2 separate regions of the Hordeum vulgare genome follow, and region 1 is linked to region 2. A link is a contact called in public Hi-C data. All regions are on one chromosome and are shown on one strand. The core of a region is the stretch at or near the end of the contact, and the rest is flanking DNA. Distances in the headings are between cores, read along the strand shown.

Region 1 (7,394 bases), core at 1,534-4,033, 200 kb before region 2:
TCACCTTGCCTTAGTCCCTTGTGTGTTTGAAAAAATGTCCTGTGTCATCATTAACTTTAACACCTACACTGCCTTTCTGAATGAAAGTATCAACCTGATCTCTCCATCTTTCATTGAATCCTTTCATACGTAAGGCCTGTTGAAGAAATGGTCATTTGACTTTATCATATGCTTTCTCGAGATCCACTTTAAAGATAACCCCATCTAGTTTCTTTGTATGAATTTCGTGCAGCGTTTCATGCAGGACAACAACACCCTCTAACATATATCTCTCAGGCATAAACGCAGTATGCGTCAGTTGAACTACTGAATGAGCTATCTTTGTCAATCTATTAGTGCCAACCTTTGTAAATATTTTGAAGCTGACATTGAGCAGACATATCGGTCTAAACCGCTCAATGCGTATAGCCTCCGCCTTTTTTGGCAACAACGTAATTGTTCCAAAGTTAAGGTGGAATAGTTGCAACTGGCCATTAAATAAATCATGGAACATAGGCATCAGGTCTCCCTTAATTATATGCCAGCATTTCTTATAAAATTCTGCCGGAAACCCGTCCGGCCCCGGTGCTTTATTTAGTTTCATTTGTATTATTGAGTCATACACCTCATTCTCTGTAAATGGAGCTGATAACACCTCATTCTCATCTGTATTGAGTTGAGGTATATCATGAGTTATGCTTTCATCCAGAGAGACCACCATCTCTTCTGGTGTACCAAATAATTTCTTGTAATATTCAGAGATATATAGTTTTAACTTCTCGTGACCTAGTATTGTTCCTTCATCTTGTTCAAGTTGGGTTATTTTTTTCTTTCAATGTTTGCCATTTGCAATCATGTGAAAGAATTGAGTGTTATCGTCTCCATGAGCCACCTTTGTCACCTTGGCTCGAAGTTCCCATTTCATCTCCTCTTCTCTCAAAAGTTTTTGCAACTTCTTCTCAGCTTCAATCTTGTTATTCCTATCAGTTAAATTGAGATGGGCAGACTCAGCTTTGACGTATGATTCATCAATAAGACGAATGAGTCTTTCTTTTTTTAGTTTATATATACCGCTCTGATTTTTCGCCCATCCTCTCAAGAATTGGCGTAAATGTCAGATTTTGTTTTTCCATCTTTCTATACTCGTTGATCCACCGGAATCCCTAGCCCATTCATTAAGGACAGTAAAACTACACCTAATCCCTGCCCTCTCAGCGCTTAGCATTTCCGGTCGTCCGTTTTGGCGATCTGGGAATTTCTAGCCGTCAGATTTACTGTTTAGGCCGATCTGATCCGTAGTATGTTGAATCTAGCCCATCTGTCCTGTGGGCTGCTGCTCCATGGGCCGAAACCAACGCCTCTAGTTAGCTATGAGATCCATGAAACCTTCTTGTTCGAACCAGCTTAATTCAAAGGAGAAGACATTTCTATTACCCGCATGGTTGGCATCCCCTGAGTCAACTATGAGAGGTGTGTGATTTGAGATGGCTCTTTGTAAAGCCTGCACTGTAACCAGCGGGTACTTCTGTTCCCACTCAACACTGGTCAGTACCCGGTCCAACTTCTCATATGTTGGCACCGGTAGTGAGTTCGCCCATGTGAATTGTCTATCAGTGAGGTCAATCTTCCTCAAATCGAGACTCTCAATAACCATGTTAAACATAAGTGACCACCGTGCATCAAAGTTATCATCGAAGTGATAACCGGCGTGGTTCATGAAGCGGTCTCAAGTCTCCATTTGTGTATCTTGCCGAATGATAGATGTTGATGTGTGACCTGATATGTCTCAGACAACTACTGGATGGATCCGTGAGACAATTAGTAATCATAGAGGAGATTTCTTTTTTCCAAAGAAATTAGTTATCCAAGAACGCCAGGAAATCAAGCACTGACCAACATGCTTGCTTTAGAGGATTTACACTGAAACTCATCCTCTATCACGGGCCAGAGGAGTAGGATTGTGTGTGAAAAGCTTCTGGTCGTATTTTCTGAATTCTGACCACTAGCTAGTGGTCATGCTGCACGACGACTGGAGATAAATTTGAGAAGGCTCCACCCTTCAGTCTGATGATAATTATTGCTCCGAAAGCGAAACGGATATGTCTTCACTTTGGAAATCAAGTGCAACGCATAAAGCCATAACCTATTATTTTCCTGTCTGAATGGACAGGTTTGAATTTTCATATACTGTCATTGTCATGTCTGTTTCTCGTGAAACACGGTGAACACATATTGCCAAGTCTACCATTTCTTTCTGATAGTAACTGGGATTTTGCCGACAAGCTGTGTCAGAAGTAGCAAACCAATTACTCACGTATATCAGTGCCACCAATCTGTTGAAATAGTACAGATTTTATTTCCCTCAGCAGCTGCCTGAAAACAGCCAGCTAAAAGCCTTCAATAAGGGTGGACCTTGCAAGACAGCCTTCAATAATATTCCCTCAGTCCCAAAATAAGTGTCTTAACTTTGTACTAGCTCTAGTATAAAATTATACTAAGCTTTAGAGTTGAGACACTTATTTTGGGACAGAGGGAGTAGTTGAGTTGTTGACTGAATAGAACAAGTTACCATTCAAGGAAAGGGCCTTATTTCCGGATTATACATCAACCAGCTGAAATAGAAGACAATTCTGCAAGGCTCAAACTTGATGACAAAGACTTCACAACTAACTACTGATTAAATCTTTGACGAACAAGAACATGTTATCACTCTCAAGAAAAGGACATGCGCCTATCAGTTTGGCATTATATTAGTAGAAGCATATTGCTTCCTCTCCAGTGTATACCGACAGTTGTCTCCTATATAATACGTCCATTTGTGATCATTCTAATGGTCATCTCGAGTGTCTCATCAAACATGGATGCACACTCTATTCCTCTGCTACTACTAAATTTCATTCATTTATTTTTGCGCATCTCCGCTCGTGAATTTCTCTCGCCAGGCTCTTATCTCTCTGTGGAGGACAGCTCTGACGTTCTCCATTCACCAGATGGTACTTTCATCTGTGGCTTCAACAACATTTCCAAAAATGCTTCCGTCTTCTCTATTTGGTTCTCCAACACAGCCGAGAAGACTGTCGTCTGGAGTGCAAATCATTTCCACCCCGTGTACTCCTGGGGCTCCCAAGTCATGCTAGGCACAGATGGAAGAATGATTGTAAAAGATTATAATGGCCAACTCGTGTGGGAAAACAATGTCAACTCTTCCTCAAAAGCCGAACAAGCTCAGCTGCTGGACACTGGGAATCTCATTGTGAAGGGCCAAGGTGATATCATTCTATGGCAAAGCTTTGGTTCTCCTACTGATACACTGCTTCCATATCAGAATATTACTAGTGCTACAAAGTTGGTATCTACTCATAGGTTACTTCTTGTTGGGCGTTACAGCTTCCATTTTGATGATCAACATTTACTCACACTATTTTATGATGAGAAGGATATATCTTTTATCTATTGGCCGGATCCAAGAATGAGTGTGTGGGAAAAGCGAAGAAACTCATTCAATAGCACCACAATTGGGGTCCTTGATAGCTGGGGGTATTTTCTTGGAAGTGACAATTTAACTATTAAGGCTGCTGATTGGGGTTCCAAGGTTATGAGAAGGCTAACATTGAATTATGATGGCAATCTTAGATTATACAGTCTAAACAAGACAGATGGAAGTTGGTCGGTCACATGGATGGCATATCCTCAGACCTGCTCTGTACGTGGTCTGTGTGGCATGAATGGAATATGTGTGTATACACCTGGTCCAGCTTGTGCATGTTCCCCTGGACACGAGATCGTCGACCCAACTGACCGGAGCAAAGGTTGCAGGCCAAAATTCAATCTCAGCTGTGACGGCCAGGAGATGTTTGTGAAGCTTCCTAGCACTGATTTCCGAGGTAATGATCAAAGTAGCCATAACTTAGTTTCACTTGATACTTGCAAGAAGATATGCTTGAACGACTGCAACTGCAAAGGTTTCTCATACCTGCAAGCAACTGGAGATTGCTATCCAAAGTGGTCCCTTGTCGGCGGTGTAACCAGTCCGTATATTCGGCGTTCTATGTATCTCAAGTTTCCTAAGACATTCCAGGTCTCGGATTCCTCAATTCCTCACTCGCAACCTTTTGGTTCTAGGTATGTTCCTAACTGTAGTGCAAAGAGCGAATATTTCACTGTAGATTTTCTGGATCAACCGAAGAATACTCAGAGTGGATTAAAATCACAGTACTTGTACTTATTGTATGGATTCTTGTTAGCGATATTTTGTGTGGAGGTAATATTTGTGGCACTAGGGTGCTGGTTTATGTTGAGAAGGGAGAGCAAGCAGTTAACAGGAGTATGGCCAGCTGAGGTTGGCTATGAAATGATAACCAACCATTTCCGCAGATACACTTACAAGGAGTTGCAAAGAGCGACTCAAAAGTTCAAGGATCAAATTGGGTGTGGCGCATCTGGTCATGTATACAAGGGGGTCTTAAAAGACAAGAGGGCAGTAGCGGTGAAAAGGTTGGCAGACATAAACCAAGGCGGAGAAGAATTCCAACATGAACTCAGTGTGATTGGAAAGATTTACCATATGAATCTGGTGAGGGTATGGGGTTTTTGTTCGGATGGCCCACACAGGATATTGGTTTTGGAGTATGTTGAGAATGGTTCTTTGGATAAAACTTTGTTTAGTAGCACAAGGTTACTTGAATGGAGTGAAAGGTTTAAGATTGCTTTAGGGGTGGCAAAAGGATTGGCCTATCTTCATCACGAATGCTTGGAGTGGGTTATCCATTGTGACTTGAAGCCTGAAAATATACTGTTGGACGACAACTTACAGCCGAAGATCAGCGACTTTGGCCTGGCAAAACTTGTAAATAGGAGCGGATCCAACAAAAATGTATCGAGAATCCATGGAACTAGAGGTTACATAGCTCCTGAGTGGGTTTCTAGCCAGCCAATAACGGCGAAGGTTGATGTCTACAGCTTCGGCGTGGTTCTTCTGGAACTGCTGAAGGGGGCTCGTGTTTCAGACTGGGCATCAAATGCGGACGAGGAAGTGGAAATGGTCTTTGGAAGGGTCATCAGGATGCTTGCAGAAAATCTAATGCTGGAGGGTGGCCAACAGTTATGGATAGCCGACTTCATTGACTTAAGGTTGAACGGCCAGTTCGACAGCTTGCAAGCAAGGGCGATGTTCAAGTTGGCTGTTTCATGTGTAGAAGAAGATGGTAGACAAAGGCCCACCATGGAAAATGTTGTGCGGATGCTTCTTTCGGTTGCTTGATGAAGCTATTGGCGTAACATAAAGAGTTTTCCATTTGATATTGTATATGCAGCATGCATGTATATTTATGCTTGTTCTTCTTGGTCCAAAACAAGACATATGTGTGATGTGTATCATGTAATGTAACAATAAGCATGCATGTCATGTATCATAGGTTCGTCCGAGTAGCAGTACACATTAGCATGTTTCGTTTTGGTTTTGGTTTGTGTCTAAGTCTCTAAGACTCTATGTCGGATTAGTACCCCGGTCCCCGGGTCATACTCCTATAAATGCAATGAAAAAACACCAGAAAAGCTGCAGAGAATTGTAGCAGCAGCACCAAATCTCAAATCGATCGGCTTCAGGTACGTGAGTCCTCGCGTGGGCTCCTGTGGAACCACTGAAGCAGGACAAGGCGACCATGTCACTCTAAATTAAGAACTGCATGAGCCACTTGAATACCAATGCTGAATTCCGTATTTGAACACTCCGCCATGTTATGTAATCTTATATAGTGTTGTGCTCCCGACCCGCTCCCGCGAGCGGGGAAGGCGAACCCTCCCCGCGCCGCCCCCAGTCCCCTCCGCTCCATCCGCCCCTTGCCGCCGCCAGCGCACACCGCCGGCAAAGCCCGATCGGTGGAGGAGGCGGCGGGGAATTCCCTTCCCCTCCTATGGGTGTGTGCAGCGCGGGCTGCCGCATCTAGTTGGAGGCGCAGCGTTTGCGTGGGGCGCGACGGCGGCGAGTCATCCGGCGCGTTGGAGGCGTCGTGGGAGGACATGGCTGCGGCGGCTTCGCGGGGATCTGGTGCGCAACGGGCCTGCGGTCGGCTGGCGGCGGTAGTCACCTGATCCAATCTGGGATCCGCGGACGTCGGCTAGCGTGGACGGCGCGGACGGTGGTGGGAGGCTCGGCTCCGTTTATGCGCGTCCTGGAGGTCTCCTGCAGCGTCTTCTCCAGCCTGGGGCCATGGTGGTTCGGGCTGGGGTTGCGGCTGGTCGACTGCCTACCAGGATCAAGATTTGCAGGCGGCGCGAGGGGTGGTGGCGGCCGTCGTGGGTCGCTGCAGGGGTCACGGCTCATGGAGTCGTTGGCTGTTCTGGTGGCCGGCGGCGGCTGTTCCTGTCACTGTCATGTGGCCCCTAATCGGTGTGCTTCTCGCCTGCGGGTTCCTGGCAGTGCCGGTGTGACCGCGGATGAAGCTGGTGGAGGAGATTCAGATTGGGGGAAACCCCTTGGTCGGCCCTGGCCGGCCACGCTGCCGACGATGCTCAAGGGCGCCGTTGTTCTTCTTGGAGACGTCGGTCTACGTCTGCTCCTCCACTTCCTGCCTCACGGCCTCTCGGGTGAAAACCCTAACTCCGGTGGGCGGCGGCGGCGTCCTTGACGCCGTGACCTTCCTGAAGGCGTCGCCTTGAGGGCTGAGTGGTGGTGGGCACTGTGTGGTTCCTTGATGGTTGCTGGAGGTGGGCACTGCTTCGGGGAAACCCTAAGATCTGGCCTTACAGATCGGATGATGGCGGTACTGCGGTGTCGTTTCTCTCTTGGGAGCATCGTTTGTGGAGCAGTGCTGGATGACAGAGGCTGGAGATGGAGTGGCTTCGTCTTGCCCGGAGATTTGGTGGAGCTGGCAAGTCATGCCTGGCCAACAGGTGCAACGCTGAGTCATGCCTGCTTGGCAGGTGCTACGCACGACAGTTCTTCCAGAATCTTCGCGTCTGGATGGATGAGCACAGGGTGGTGGCGCTGTTTGGCGCCGTGGTGGCGTCGACGGTCGGACTGGCAAAGATGATACGGATCTCTCTCCTGAAGATGGATCAGTGGGCCATATGTCTTCCCAGAAACGAAATTCCGACGCATCCTTTATGGCGAAAGGCCCAAAGCGAAAGAGATTTTTCTTTGTTGTCATTAGGCCAGCTCAAAAGTGTGAGTCACCAGATTTGCAATAGGCCTGAGCCACCCATCCTTTATCGCGAAAGGCCCAAAGCGAAAGAGATTTTTCTTTGTCGCCATTTGGCCAGCTCAAAAGTATGAGTCACCAGATTTGCAGTAGTGAAAGTGCGTTATATCGACTAGAGGGGGTGAATAGGAGATTTTTAGAATTTCATCACTGAGGAAATTCCTTTTGAGGAAATTCCTCACTGATGACTAATTTACAGCGGAAACAGTAAAGGAT
Region 2 (7,507 bases), core at 1,979-4,478:
AGCCACCGAGTCAACAGCAAATTCGTGGTATACACTAGAAGGTGGCCTAGTTGACGGTAAAAGAGCCAGTATTTCATTGGTTTTTCCAGGTTTTCAGTTTTTCTTTTCTTTTTCACTAGTTTTTTTTTTCTTTCCTTTTGCCTTTCTTTTGCTTTGTTTTTATTTCTTTCTTTCTCGATTTTCATTGGTTCTTTTACTTTTTTGTCGTTTTCTTTGCTTCTTTCTTTGTTTTGACGTATTTTTGTCATTTCTTTATCAGTTTTCACCGTTTTCCCATTTGTTTTTTCAATTATTTCTTTCGTTTTATTTCTGTTTTCTTCTTTATTTTTTGTTTCGGTTCTATATTTATTTCCTTCTTTTGGTTTTCATTCTACGTTTTCTAATACATGTTTAACATTCTCCACATATCTTTTTAACAACTTTTAGTATGATTTTAACATTTCTTGGTTTTGAATGCTTTCTTCTTGTTTTCTTTTGTTTCTTTTATTTTTTATTCTCCCATTCTTTAGTTTTTTTCTTTCCTTTTGCATTTTCTTGTTCGGTTTTATTTTCCATTATCTTTTTTGTTTTTTTAAATTTTGTTTCAATTGCAGTTTTACTTTTTTGCTGCCTTTGTTTCTTTTGGTTTTCATTCTACATTTTATATATGTGAACAACAATTTTTAAATACACGTTTAACTTTTTTAATACAAATTTAACATTTTCTTAATACATTGTCAACATTTTTTTCTACACTTCTATACATCTTTCAAATACAACATTAACATTTTTCGGATACGTGGTCAATATTTTTCCTATAAACACTTTAATTTTTTTAAATGCTTGATTAATGTTTTCTAATACATGGTCATAAAAATAAATGCACATTTTTACATTTATCAAATGCTTGATTAACATTTTCTAAGTACAATGTTAACATTTTGTAAGACATGGCCATATTTCAAAAGATATTCTGGATTTCAAATTTTCTAAGTACAAATTTCTCATATTTCAAAAAATATTATTGATTTCACAAAATGTTACCGTTTAAAAAAATCACAAATTTAAAAGGTACTAACGTTTTTTTATTTTTCTGGAGTTTCAAAAGATGTTACCGTTTCAAAATTGTTCAAAATATCTCGAAACTGTTTACGTTTTGATTTTTTGTTCAGTTGTTCAAAAAATGTTCGTGTTTTGCAAAAATTTGTGTTTAGGATTTAAAAAAATATTCCCATTTTCAAAAAAGTGTTAATGATTTAAAAAAAATCCTGATTTTCGAAAATGTTTTTTTCAAAAAAAATGCAAATTTGATAAGTGTTTCTAATTCACAAAACACTCAGTTTATAAAATAAATTGCATTCATAATTCCGAAAATACTTCGGATCTACATTGTATATTTAAACTTTGATGTGTTAACTTGTCAATAAAAGTCGCTAGCTCAGTTGGGTGCGTCGCGTCGTCTTTAGCACGATATCCATGGTTTGAGTCCCCTTGAGTTAGCCTTTTTTCTGAAAGTTCACTCGCGGTCATGGTTCAGCTGTGTCAGACACCTAGTTGTGCGAAGCGACGACTCTATTGCCGCCAAGTTCATAAAATCGGGAATAAAAATAAGGCACCCCGGGATCAAACCCTAGTCTCTAGTGTTCCCACCAGCGAGGCTAACCACTCCGCCCACTTCAGACTTCTTGTTACTTTGTTAGCAGTAGGATCAAGATCTACTAGAGACGACCGAGCCATTATTCTCCATTTTATCTTTTACCTTTTCCGTTTTCTTTGTTTGATTTCTTTTTTCTTCTCCATTTTTTCATTGTTTTTCCTTTCTTCTCAGATTTATTTCATTCTTTTTTTTGTACTTTTTTGTTTGATTTTCTTTTTCTTCTCTATTTCTTTTTATTTTGTGTTTTTTATGTTTGTCTTTGTTTTCACTCTACATTTTTGTACACGTAAAAAACAAATTGTAACAAGTGATCAACATTTTTTGTATACACGTTCAACATTGTCCCAACGTTATTTTAATATTTTCAAAGACTTTTTCAACATTTTAATAGTTATTCAACATTTTTTCAAATACTTGTTCAGCATTTTTAATACTTATTCAATATTTTCAAATACTTGTTCAACGTTTTTTATTTACACATTCAACATTTTTTGATACCTATTTCAATGTTTTTCAAATACTTGTTCACCATTTTTAATATTTATTAAACATTTTTAAATACTTGTTCAATATTTTTCAAATTATTATTCAATATTTTAAAATACTTGTTCAACATTTGGCATATACTCATTCAACATTTTTCAAAAAATTATTCAACATTTTTAAATGCTTGTTCAACTTTTTTCAAATTCCTGTTCAACATATTTTAATATATATTCCTCATCTTTTCAAAAAAAAAAAAACGTATAATTCTTTTACAAAAAAAACAGAAAGTGAGGAAAAAACAGAAAAACAAAACAAAACAAAAACAGGTTGTGGCTCCTGCACCGCTGACCCAGCCCGTCTAGGGTTCGCCCCTATGCGAGTGCAACCGCTGTCTCGCTAAAAGCGAGATATAGGAGCGCCCGCCCATGGGAGCAACTAGTTGGCGAGCGCTCCTTCGATGCCTTTCAGCGATCACTCTCAGGCGCCGCCACTTGGTGTGTTCACTATCGCCGCCATGTGTTGCATTCTAGTCTTTTCTTTGGATTTTTTTCCGCACGCATTTTCGGTTTTTTAGGTGTTTTTTTGGGGTTTTTTGGTCTTCTGGTTTTTCATCGGTCTTCCTTAGCTTTGGTAAAAAAAAATTGCACGAAAAAATGTTTTTTCTTTTTTATTTCTTTGTCGAAAATCACGTGTTTTCTTTCACGGGAGGAACGGATTTGTTTACGCTTGAAAAGAAAAAAAACTTTTTTCCCTTCCTCGAGGCACGGTTTTATTTTTGCGAAGGTATGACTGTGCCTCTCAAAAACAAAAAAATGTGTGTACCTTTTTTTTGTACTTTTATGAGAGGCATGCATTTCCTTTCGACGAGTCTCGGAAAAGATAAGATCTTTTTTGGGGCCGAACTTGAGTTTCAGACCAGCCGAAAGCCCAGAGCTGTGTCCGGGCCGAGTTATATCTATCCATCGTCTGTCTTTAGATTGGGCCCAACACAAACGACGACCACGCTCCAAAGGGAGAGACGACGAAGAAAAGGAAGGGGGAGCAGTCTCTCGAATTCCGTTTCGAAATTAAGGAGGGAAAAGGGCGCCGCCGCCGCCGACGAACCCTCCCCCTCCGGCTCCGGCGGCGGCCGCCACCGCCGGCCATGTCGAACTTCGCCGGCCACATCAAGGAGCTCCGCGCGCTCATCGCGGGCTCCTCCTCCTCCGCCGCCGGCCCGGCCTCCGCCCACTACGAGGCCAAGCTCCGCGAGGTGCTCCCCAGCCTCCTCCGCGACCACGTCCTCCCCGCCCCCACCGGTACGCGCCCCCTCCTCCCGCGGCTCCGTCCCCCTCTCGGCGCGGGCTACGGCCGCTCACGTCCTCTGTGATTGACCCGTCGATGCAGCGACCGACAAGGAGACCTCGGTGGTGCTCAGGCTGCTCACCTACACGGCGCCCAGGTTCCCCGGGGTCTTCTCCAACGGCCGCCCCGCCGAGGTCATCCGCGTCATCGGCCGCATCCTCCCCTTCTTCGCAGACCCCGACTACCAGTAAGCACTCCCCTGCTCTTCCCCCCTTTCACCCCCTTTAAACCCTAGTCCAATCGCTCTCCCCATGGGAAATTACATGGATTTGAGGGCTCGATTACGAAGTATTACTGCATCGGCGTGCGAGACATGGGGTGAATTTAGCTGATGTCGTGTGCGCGGTAGAGCAAGCAATATCTAGTTTGGGTTGAATGTTGGAAGGGGAAAATGATGCATGTTTGAACAACCGATAGATTTGTAAATCCAGTAAATGCTTGGCATCTTCAAGCGATGATGCTAGTCTGGTTAGTTTATCCTACTACTAGTGTCGTTATATGTGTGCCATCAAGTGCCATGTGTTGTTTACATATGCTCGGTTTGGTTTCTTCACCGTTGCAGGTCAATTATATTTGAGCCGGTTTGGTCTCTCCTCTCACTTCTGCGCACCGGTGACCGGGAGGCCTACAGGCAGTTCTTCTTGGATGCGATGGTTGCAGTAGAAGGCCTGTGATCCTGTTCACTTTATTTAGTCATATCGTTGTACAAATTTCAGTTTGTTGAGTACTCCTGTGTGTCAGGTTATGCAGAGAGGATTTAAATTGAACTTCTTGTCAATCTAACAGATCTACAATATGTAGCATCCAAGCACACGGAGAGTGGATGTCTTTTAAAATGCTTCTGTGGATCCTTCTCAGACATTTTGGACTCCCCTGCGATTTTTAGTGAGCTCCCAGAGAGGTTCCAGCCTAAAAATGGACCTGGCCTGCTGGTTGATCTGTCTGGTGACATGAGGTGGCGCCCATTTGCCACTTCGTTAATTAGACTCATCAACAAATGCCTTACAGATGGTACCCTGCATGTTGAAGGGGTTGTTACCATGCCATTTATTTCCGCTGCTTGTTCTATTCTCTGTTATGGGGATGAATCCCTCCACAAGGTTGGTATTTAACCTTGAGCCTTTGTGCTTTTTCGGTTATACCTGTACCTTCGACGCATTGTTAATCAATTTGGTGCAACAGGTTTGTTTTGATTTTGCACGGATTGTTGCAACGGTGATGACTGTTGAGATTCTTCCTACAGAAACTATTATTCGTTCAATCACATCGATTCTAAGCCAAGATGTTAATGAGCTTTCTAGCATCAGGTATGCTCTTGTTGTATCTTTTTCTTCTAGTCTAGATTATTACACTCGCTCCAGTGATTTCATTTGGAGCAGTCGAACTCAAAAGTCACAAGATGTTGCGGATATTCCTCAGGTCTGTTTTACTATGTGAAAGGAATCTATGAAACACTAGTTTTTTTGTTTTGTTTTGAGGACACCTCAAGAGGGGCAGGGGGTTCCTGCATTTCATTAAGAAGAAGAGAGTTGGTCTGGTTTATGAAACACTAGTTTAGATGCTTTATTATATGATTTTGTTCCCCTGGTCTTGGCTTTCTGGTTAAGCATATTTGCCCACTGATATTTATGTTTTGTAGTGCTTGTGATGCCTTGGTCCATGCTTTGTTTTCTTCATTTTTCTGTGATTTAAGAAGAACCAATTGTAGGCACCTAGTTGTATTGGAAGCAAAGCATATTGATCTATTCGTACCTCCCCTATGTTTACCTGAAATACCGGGTTATAATCCATTTTAGTTCTGTCACCGGTGAATATTTGGTTTCATGAATCAGATCTTTATCTCTAAATGTCAGTCAATGTAATAGTTATGTAGAAAAGTAATTTCGCACTTGGAAGAAGCATAGAGTGCAAATCTGTAACGCTGGATTATATTTTGCTCTTTTTTGGTCAGGAATTATGTACGTTTCCCCCTTTTGTTACATACAAGACTGCTAATATGTTTGCCTTCTTTGGGTATGTTTCATACATAGTAGCCTTTTTTCTTGGTAAATTCTTTTAGTCAAACAACAATATACTGATGAAGCTGGTAGTGGTAGTTATTGAATCATTCAACTATATATTTTCCATGAACTGTTTTTATTATAACGAAGAAGTATTCTACAAAAGAGTTACAGCTGGGGACCTTAAAAAGATATTGTACAACACAATAAGCAATGTACTGGCTCGCTCTCCCTAATATTAAAAGTCTTAAATACCATACGGTGTAGGTTTTATTTTGTCATGGATATTATGGGAGCATGCACAAACACTGTCAAATAGCATAACACTTTATCCTATTTCTGCAGAGATCCAGATTATGACTTATCAATGGGTGCATGTCTTAATGCTTTGCATTCTTCGTGTCCTGGTTATATTGTTGAATCTACAGCTGCTGATATTGTCAATGTTTTCACGAGAGCAGTACAGACCAGCAGAAGCTCAGAGCTTCAGGTTAGCAACTTGATTTTCCCAGGTTTTGTGGGTACTTCTCTCTACTAATGCTACCTTTTGCAGGCTGCGATGTGCAATGCGTACATGAGAATAGTCGAAGTCTGCTCCCCACAAGTATGGAAACCAGAGATCCTTCTGAAGTTGCTCTACTTGCCCAAGCCTTATGACAAAGTGACTGAATGCATTCGATTGGTTGTTGACAAATTTGGTCGGAGTTCGGTGTCTGTGGATGCCAGTGATGATCGAGGCAGCTTTCAGAAAAAATCTGAAGTATTTGACCTGCCAAAAGTCGGCCAGAAAAGAGTAGCTCAGAACCAGGAAAATACTTTGTACAAACGTCAAAAGATGTCTGAAAAATCACGATCAACCATTGGTTCATTTATGGCCAAATTATCTCCTGCTGGCATAGGACATGAACTAGCAAAAGATTATGCCTATGATCTTCAACTGTCACTAAATTCACGTATTAAGTTCCTGTCACCTGACAATCATAATGCTTATCCATTGGAGCCTGATATTGCTATACAAGTGCTTAGTCTTCTTTCTCTTTCATTCTGTGTTAACCCAAAGACAAGTATGTTTATTAGTATTTCTAAGCAAGTTCTCTCCTGGATCCCTTGGATTTGCAAGCAGGTAGGCAGAAATCATGATAAAGCTGCATAATTGATTTTGGCTTTTCATTGTTTTTGAACTTAACATCCTAACCATTAGTGAATGATGCAGGCAACCGAGAAATGTTTCTTTTCCTTTGACGTATTACTGTATTTCAAAGCCCTTCAGACTGTAATGCTTCTCCGATGTAAGGTTTTCTTCTGTCTTTTGCATTTTGTACATGCCATGTTGCAACTTGCATGGATTATGTTTGGGATCTTAGGTAGCTTTAGCTATAAGCCTGTAACAACTGTGCAATTTCTTAATATTCCTTTCAAGGTTTTCGTGATCCTGTTTTGTGCTTTACGTCCTTGTTTGTATTTATACAACTTCTTGGGCTTATGGCTTGTTCATCGTATAAGGTAGATCATTAAATACAATTTTGGTGAGCTATTTGTGTAAGACCTGCTTGTAAACCCCACAATCATCCTTCTCTGTCAAATCATCTAGAACATAGAAGGCACCTGGACCTATCAGACATGTATAATTATGAACAAAGGATTTGCTGATCCCATTGTCCCGGGATAAACTTACAAGCTCATTGCTTCAAGCTTATGCCAGACCAAATATTCTCGAGTACATGATGATATGGCTATCTTTCTCTCATTTTTTTACCGTCCACTTTTGTCTAAATGTCTATGTAGCCTTTCATCCTGGAGACTCTAAACTGTTTGAAGATGAAGCTCAGCTGATTGGTGATCGCAGTGAAGATTTAGATTATCCACTATATGTTGATCTCATCAGCTTGCTGAAACGGGTGTGGTCCAATGGTCATGTTTCCACTCAAACATGCTTAGACTGGAACTTAAAATGCCTTGTGTTACAAGTTATTGCTAAGATTGGCAACAGACTGAATATTGATTGTGACCTTGAACTCCTTGAACTGGCTATCCATAGTGA

What was found. A called contact is a pair of places that touch in the nucleus more often than the background predicts.
Region 1: a contact with region 2 is called in a Hi-C map of seedling, with 3 times the contacts expected there. The contact joins the promoter of LOC123412854 here to the promoter of LOC123407935 in region 2. A contact is called at or near these places in 2 of 6 Hi-C or Micro-C datasets (leaf and seedling).

Annotation. Positions count from the first base shown.
Region 1 is chr7H:621,758,900-621,766,293 of MorexV3_pseudomolecules_assembly, reverse strand. It overlaps LOC123412854 (putative receptor protein kinase ZmPK1), which reads left to right and starts at 2,783. Exons shown (of 1, transcript XM_045105799.1): 1 at 2,783-5,527. The coding sequence starts at 2,810. The coding sequence ends at 5,239.
Region 2 is chr7H:621,556,699-621,564,205 of MorexV3_pseudomolecules_assembly, reverse strand. LOC123407935 (serine/threonine-protein kinase ATR) reads left to right here and starts at 3,228. Exons shown (of 16, transcript XM_045101186.1): 1 at 3,228-3,420; 2 at 3,509-3,653; 3 at 4,029-4,132; 4 at 4,253-4,566; 5 at 4,649-4,773; 6 at 5,812-5,956; 7 at 6,020-6,589; 8 at 6,680-6,755; 9 at 7,252-7,507. The coding sequence starts at 3,267.